Regions from separate parts of the Mus musculus genome. Here region 1 is linked to region 2. A link is a contact called in public promoter capture Hi-C data. All regions are on one chromosome and are shown on one strand. The core of a region is the stretch at or near the end of the contact, and the rest is flanking DNA. Distances in the headings are between cores, read along the strand shown.

Region 1 (4,105 bases), core at 311-2,810, 160 kb after region 2:
AGAATAAATTGGCACAATGAGGCATATATAGGATTTATAGCATGGAGGGCAGGCCACTTGTCCTCCAGTTTGCTCAAGTAATTCTGCTGCTCAAAAATCTCTCCAAGGAAATGCAAAATATAGAAGACACTGTAGGCACAAAAAGTTGTTCTCTCTCTCTCTGTATGTGTGTGAGAGAGAGAGAAAGAGAGAGACAGACAGACAGACAGACAGACAGAGAGACAGACAGAGAGACAGAGAGAGACAGAGTTAGATTGCTCAAGGTTAATGTCCCTGTTTAGAAATGCTATTCCAGGAATTTTCTTCTAAAGAAAAGAAGTAGAACAGAAGGGAAAGAACTTGCTTTAGTTACAACATCTCTGTCCCCAAACTGGAAATAACTTGTCTAGCAGAGTGAAAATAGATTAGTCATAGAGCTGTGTTGGTATTATAGGTTACCATCGGACCATGGAAATCTCAAGAACAAAATTACAGAGAAATACAAAAAAAATTGTTGAATGTCATCTTAAGTCTCTGTATGTTGGTAAGTTATTATGAAGTCAGCACACAATTTGCATCTATTACTTGTCCATTCTCATGGGACCCTATGGGGGCAGGGGGTTCAAGTCTTAGACAGAGGAGAAAATGCAGACAGTGTTGCTGAGCCAGGACTGAAATGTAAGCTCACAAATACCAAAGCCCAGAGGAGAGACCAATAGTGGTGGGTATGTGTGAGAGAAGGGGCGGGGGATGGTGGGGTAATGCGCAGGGCACCTTAGCACCATTTGGGGTACAGTGCCAAGCCAAAATAAACAACCAAGGTAAGAAAATGGCTGGAAAGGAGTGCCCTAGACTGTCAAGAGGGCTTTGTTCAAAAACAAGGTTCAAAAATATGACCCTTCTGGAGAATCATATGCATACAAAATTCCTTTTAAGACAGCTAGCTGTTGGGCTTTGTGCAAACTGTCATTTTTCTCTAGAGTATGTTTTCTAAAGCAGAATGGCCACTGAGATGCTGTGGTGTTCACAGACAACAAAAATACCTCCACGATGTTGTTATTAGCAAGATCGTTTCTTTACAAAATTTGGGGAAAATTCCTCCTTAAAATCCTTTTGTAAAGATCAGCAGTAGGGTGGGAGGTGGTGGGGCAAACAGCTTATATTTCATATTCCTTTCTTTTTTTTTTCCTTCTTTCACTTTGCTTTCAAGGCTGTGTAACAAGAATTATAGTAATAGTGAGTAGCTCTGCCCATGCCATGAGACTGTAAGCAATTTTTATTCTCACTGTATTTGAGAGGCAAGCACAATTTGAGTATTTTCAGCATAAAAACATTTAAACATTATTTTTTTAAAATATGTTTAAATTTTAGAATTTCACTGGGGTTTTGGCAAAATTTTATACATACAACTTGTGTTTCCCGCAATATCGAGCGCAGATTTCCACCTGTGTTTTTCTGAGACTCTGAAGAGAAACTAAAAGATAAGTTTGAGCAGACACTGGGCTTGCCAGCATCCTGCTGGCCTCAGGAGATGTCACAAGGGCCAGAGCACATACGCATGACTGAGCTGTGGCTGAGCATATGAACCACATGTGACAAGAGACAGTGTGAGCACCCCTTCTGACGACTGCTTGGGGAAGTTGTCTTCAAGAACCACCCCAGGGTAGAAAAGTCATGTGTAGGGAGTGCAAGGGTCCTTTCCCAAAACACAAAAACTTTTGTTCAATGTTCTCAGAATGAAGAGTCTTTAGAGTGTCATCCCCAGGTGACTGCGACATAGTGGAAGTGACTCTGTGAGGGCTGTTGGGAAAGCATGAAGGCCCTGAGGGACAGTTCAAAGCCAGTTCAACCAGAGCTTTTATTTTCTGACTGAGCATCTGAGTGACAGGGTAAGGCACTGGACCATCTCAGCAACATCCTTCTGTTTCAAGGGTATATGGGGTCCACCCACTCCCCGGGGCGTATTACATTCTATCTTGTGATTTGAATCCCCGACAGCTATGTGTCATGAAGAGTACAAAACGTTGTATTAGATATGTTTCACACTGGGGGGGTTCAAAGAAAACTAGAGAAATATACATCACAAGCTGGGAAAGTTGTATCAAAACTGAGATTGCATACAGTTGTATGTCCAATGAAGGGAGACGGGCTCCAAGGAATTCAAAACAGAAGGGAGCTCGTGATCAGAAGTAAGGTAAGAAGCAGCGAGGAACGGAGAAGTGCGCTGAGCCTGGATGCTTTCCGGTGACGTGTGGAGAACAAGAATCGAGACTTGCTCTCCAGGATTGGGACTCCAAAATCCACCCAGCTGTCCAACCACTCCCCGGGCCACTCAGGATGGTCACTGGCATAAATTCCAGAGAAGCGCCTCAGATATGCCTTGCTGAAGCAAGAGTTTCTCTTGTAGTTGTAGATTGTGAGGGCTTCTGAGGGACCCTGAAGACAACTCCCAGGGCGCAGTCAGGGCAGCAAGAGCCACTCAGGGTCCTTGGGGAAGTAGGCATTTTCCCATCAATTCCGTCTGTTACAGTGGTGCAGTCACCGCCCGCGGTACTTGCTGGAACTCAGGCCTGAGTGCTGAAGAAGAACAATGTAAACTTGCAAGAGTTCGAGGCCAGCCTGGTCTACAAAGTGTGTTCCAGGACAGCCAGGGCTATACAGAGAAACCATGTCTCGAAAAACCAAAACCAAACAAAAAAACCACGTGGTGTTTTATTTGACCTGCCTTTCTTATCATCTGCCAGTATGAGTATCCATCCACTTGTCCATAGCAAGACAAAAATCAGATAAGGTACAGAAGAGAGACTTAGGGGATGGGGTGGGACGATGCCTCTCTCTCCCTCTCTCTCTCTCTCTCTCTCTCTCTCTCTCTCTCTCTCTCTCTCTCTCTCAGCCCTTTAGGAAACTAGGTGCCTGCCTTTTATCTGCTTGTGACAGGGTTAGTGAAGGACCAAGGTGAAATTATGAGCTTGGCTTTTGAGGCACTAGCCAGGGACTAGGATAGGGAGGGCATAAATGCTTCAAATAACCCTCTTCGGGAAGACTCAGGCAGTATGGGGTGGGGGGGAAGTGGCTGCATGTAAACAAGACAGGAAATATACTCACTCGTCCTGGCCTTCCCCTCTGCACACACTTCCCTGACCCTCTGTCTTTCTGCCTCGTCATTCTCTGTGGAGATCTAGGTTTTAAGAAGTTCCTACGCTCTATTCCTTAACTCCACTAGGTTAGTAGCATATGAGGACTTGGGGACCGCACCATTTTTTTTTTTTTTTTTACCGACTTAGACATCTGTGCTATTCCAGGGAATTGCCAGCATGAGGGCATCAGCCTGTTTTCCTTGTTCTTTTACCCAGCCATTCACTGGTGCTAAAGAAAGTCCTGAGCATCGTGGATCCAGAGAGTAAGCTGCAACTCTGTCGTGAGGGGCTGGTGTTTGCTGCTGAGTGTTTCCAGACCAGTGAAACTCAGACTCGAGTTTCAGGACGGAGACTGTAGGGAAAGAGGAAAGAGGGCTTCATTTCAACACACAGGGTCCAGCTGTATCAGCAAGAAAAAGATGACACTCATCCGTGTCACGTTCCTGTGCCCCAACTCTGTGTGCGTGCTTTAGTCACCGAGAAGAATGGCTAGAAACAGGAATTTATCTCGAGTTCTATCATTTCTGGAGATCATTTACAGAATTAACTAGGAGTTACTGGTGCAACGCTGGCTACATTTTCTCAGAACTCTTGTTTTTGTTTTTTGTTTGTTTGTTTGTTTGCTAAGCTTGGGCAGAGGAAGAGAGAGGAGAGGAGAGATATATCGCAGACATTTCTGAAAAGGTGGTCTTCAGACATGTCTCACTTCAGAGCTCTGGAGGAGAATGTCCTTCCATCAGTAACAACAGCTGACTTTGATGAACACTCACAGCCACTACAAGTTTTACATCAGAGGGTCGTGGAACGGAGATGTGAGGATCAACTTCATGGATCTTGCCAATCAGATCTCCAGGATCCTTGACCACCTGGCTGGAGGCTGGAGTTAGTGTATAGCAACTCTTAATGTGGCATCTAGAAACTAGTATAATTTTTTTATTAGAAAATCAACTATGGGATAACAGATCTTGTTCAGCCAGCCTTGATACAAA
Region 2 (3,889 bases), core at 997-3,496:
CCCCCCCCCCCGCCAAGGCTTTAACCAGAGATTCAGCTCTGTGAGCTGCACTCTGCATCCTGTAACCCCACTGTAAGCTCAAAGAAGGAAATCTTTATGGGGGAGGATAATCCATGGTGTGTGGGGAAACTAATTGGCTCAGTCACATTTCTGTAGTTTGAAATTAGAAGAGAAGGAGGAGGAGGAGGAGGAGGAGGAAGAGGAGGAGAAAGCAGAGACAGAGGAGGAAGACGAGGTGGTGGAGGAGAAAGAGAGAGAGAGAAGGTGGAAGAAGGAGGGGAGGAGGAAGAGGAGAAAGAGTGAGTTTCAAGACTGAAAAGATTGCATGAGGCTTGTCATAGAATAAAGGAACACAAATACAAATGGGCAAAAAGAAGGAGAGGGACGAGGAGGAGGAAGAAAAGGGAAAGAAGGGAAATAGAGGAGGTCAGAGTCTGCGTGGATTCTTGGCCTTTCTGAATCTATCACTGGGTCTTTCTTTCCAACCCCCACTTGCAGTGTGAGGTTTTGCCAGGCTCGCTCTGTCCCCTGAAGCTGGAGGGCGTGGCTTCCCGTCCTTTTCTGCTATTACAGTGAGTAAGACAGAGTTATAACTAAACAAAAAAAGCAAAGATTAAAGGGAGCAAAATGCAGTAAGAAAAGAGGAAATAGTCTAGGTAATACATGGTTATTAATTCTGTAACATTTGAAATCAAACAGAAATGAATTCCTATGAAAATCTTGACAGACACAGATATATGAAAGCTACGCACATCGATGACAAAGAGATCGAAAGCAAAACTAGTCACACATAGATGGTTTTAGGGGTGAATTCCACCTAGTTGCAAAGGAAAGTAGTTTACAAGCAGTTCCACTTCATTTTATGACTCTCATTAATTCCTTATTTCCAAGTCAAGTAAGAACATTGATTTTTTTTTAAAGTTCTGATAAGTTGCTTCACTTACAAACACTGCTTTGAAAAAAACTATAAAATTAGTTAAGGGAATCTACAAACACATTTTACAACATAGGAGAAAGGCTAATATCAGAATGGCAAGGGTAGGTCAAGACCACGAGATCTCTATGCAATTCAGCACGCTAGTTCACCTTCAGTGCTGCTGCAAACCACAGAGAAGCTTCATCTGTCCCCATACTACAATCTACCTATCTGCATCGATGAGCTATCCATGCCGAGACTCATCTCATCCGCCCTTGTCCTTCCCTGTGCCCTTTATTAAGTTTTCACTTCACATGAATTGCTCCGTTGGCTTTGCTCTCCCTCTCTCAGCCCTTCTGGACGAACCTTACTGCCCTACGCTGTTGCTTCTTTTCCCCTCCTGTTCAGCACATCCTGACCTCCTCGCTCTTCCCCGTATAATTCAGACAGCAGTGTCTTTCCCCTAAATAAACTTTTCCTCTAAATAAACGCCCCCAATCCCATCCCATCCTATCTATGTGACTAGTTCCTCATCACCTATATCTATCTTCTGACAATGCCCCCGACAGTGGTTAATTTCAAATGAGCAAGAATTTATTTGACTCGTGATTTGAAGATGCTCCAGGGTCCAAGGACTTTTCCTGTAGCATCATCCCATAGCGGAGGTGCCGGAAAAGGAGGATGAAGTGATCTTGCAACAGATTCACTCAGGACAATCCACTTCTGTGATAATGGCCTGACTCCGTTTCAAGAAAATTTAATTCCCTCACTTCACTTCCTAACGCTGCCCTGGAGATTAAGCTTATAACACACGGAATTTGGGGTATACATGAAACCTAAGGCCATCTTTTTAATAAGGCCTACTCTGAACAAATTATTTCTTCTAAGTCTAAAGTGAACTTCATATAAGTCTGTATGGTTTTTAAAACTGTATTCACACGTACACTAGGTACAAATTCTATTTCCTACAGAAATTCACTGGCAGAGCAAAGTCAAGGATAAGAAAAGAGGAGTTTGCACACTGATAAGCTACCAAGCCTTCCCTTCAGAGTTTTACCTGGGTTTGTGAATCTTCTCCAGGCGGAGGAAGAAGGGTGAGGGTTGAAGGCTTTGCCCTTGCGTGAGTAGTGGGGAAAGAACTGTGTCATAGGACTTTGCTCCTCCATCTCGAACCGGCTCCAGTCACTTTGGCCACAGAGTTTTATAACTTCTATCAGCAGGTGCCTGCCGCACAGCTTCCTGGGTCTGGATTCCTCTTCCTCTTCCCTGGAGAAAGGAGTCAGTAGGAGTCCAAGCCACAACAGACAAGAACAGCACAGCTGCTTCATCCCTGGGCTCCGCCACAGGGCCGGGCGCGCTGCAACGGCCGTCGCCCCGCCCCCGCCCCGCCCCGCCCCGCCCCGCCTTCGCCACCCACCACGCCCCCAGCCACGCCCCTCTCCGCACCGCCCTCGGGTTGCCCTCCCTCGCAGGCAATCTTCTCCAGAACACTTTGGTTAGGTGCGGGGTGTTCCAGGCTTACATGGACTTCCGGCTTGCAGAAAGTTGAAATTAACAGGCTCTTTTGGCCTCAGAAATGCAAGTTTTAAAATGTCTTCTTTTCCTAACTTTATTCATTCATTTTCCTTGTCGTCAAAGTTGAAATTAACAGGCTCTTTTGGCCTCAGAAATGCAAGTTTTAAAATGTCTTCTTTCTCTGACTTTATTCATTCATTTTCCTTGTCGTGCGCTCCAAGAAACTGCCTCATGAAATATGAGAACCTAGGACTCTGAGATGCAGCATCCCCCCCACACCTGGAATGTGATCTTCTTTTTGCCTAGTGTTTACAGGAGCCATTTCTTCCCTTCGGAGAAACTTATCTCCTTCATGGATTATATTTTTTAACTTTAAAAAATTGGTACTGGAACTAGAGAGATGTCTTGGCAGTTAGGAGAACTTGCTCTTGCCGAGGATCCGGGGTCGCTTCCCTGTACCAACAAAGCAGCACATGGTAGTCTGTAACTCCGGTTCAGTACCAGTCATACTCGTGGTGCATATACAGACATGCAAGCAAACACTCATACATATCAAATAAAATAAATAAACCCTTTTTAAAAATTACTCATTCCATCGCGGTGTCTTCTCACATCTATCGCACTGTACTTCACTCTCTCTTACTCGCCTCCCTTAACCACCCTCTCCCAGTTCCTGCCTTTAGTAATTCCCCTTTTTGCTTTTTTTTAATTACATGTCCTCTATTAATTGATTGCCTCCTACCTTCTTTAAGCACTCATCCCTCTCGGAATCCCTTTTGTAGTTTCATGACCTACAAACACAAACATTTAAGCATACACATATATAAACACACAAATACATAGTTTTAAGTCTAGATTCTACATGTACATAAAAGCATCATTTAGTATCCGGTTCCCGGTAAAAATTGCCTTAATTTATTTATATGAGCACATTCTTTTTTACAATAAATTATCATCACCATTATTATTATTATATTATTATTATTATTATGATGTTTATTTACTGCTGATGTGTGTGTATAAGTTGGATCCAGTTCTCTCCATGCACCATATGGGACCCCAAGATCGTTGTCACATTGTCAGGCTTGGCAGCAAGTGCCTTAACCCGCGAAAGCATCCCACTGCCTGGGAATGCATTCTTAACTGCTACACACTATTATTAGCAGGATAATGGCTGAATGGATTTATTTAACTGAAAAAAAATTATTTGCATGCCTAATTTTGAGTGAATAAGTTCTAATATTATAAAATTAATTTCAGATGTATTTACTAGAATCCCATACTATTAATTTTACTCCAGAACATTGTCATAAAATATTTGTCTTTCTGAATCAAATGTACTTTATTTAACATAATATACACTTGTATCCATTTTCCTACAAAGGTCATAATTTTGTGGGTTTTTTCTTCATAAATGTATTCAAATTTCATTGTGCATATGTACCACATTTCTTTTTT

The links. Promoter capture Hi-C pulls out the DNA fragments that hold promoters and counts their contacts.
Region 1: a promoter capture Hi-C map of macrophages shows a contact between it and region 2, with 7 read pairs. A contact is called at or near these places in 3 of 39 promoter capture datasets (hippocampal neurons, macrophages and pre-B cells), 2 of 484 Hi-C or Micro-C datasets (bone marrow-derived DN3 thymocytes and nephron progenitors), 3 of 130 datasets of targeted methods (bone marrow-derived macrophages, large pre-B cells and stem cell-derived neural progenitor cells) and 2 of 9 other capture datasets (adipose tissue and liver).

The regions. Positions count from the first base shown.
Region 1 is chr19:29,485,116-29,489,220 of GRCm38.p6, forward strand. No RefSeq gene overlaps it. Among named protein-coding and RNA genes, the nearest start is that of A930007I19Rik, 35 kb to the right of the region's middle.
Region 2 is chr19:29,323,072-29,326,960 of GRCm38.p6, forward strand. Insl6 (insulin-like 6) reads right to left here and starts at 2,247. Exons shown (of 2, transcript NM_013754.1): 1 at 1,974-2,247. The coding sequence starts at 2,244.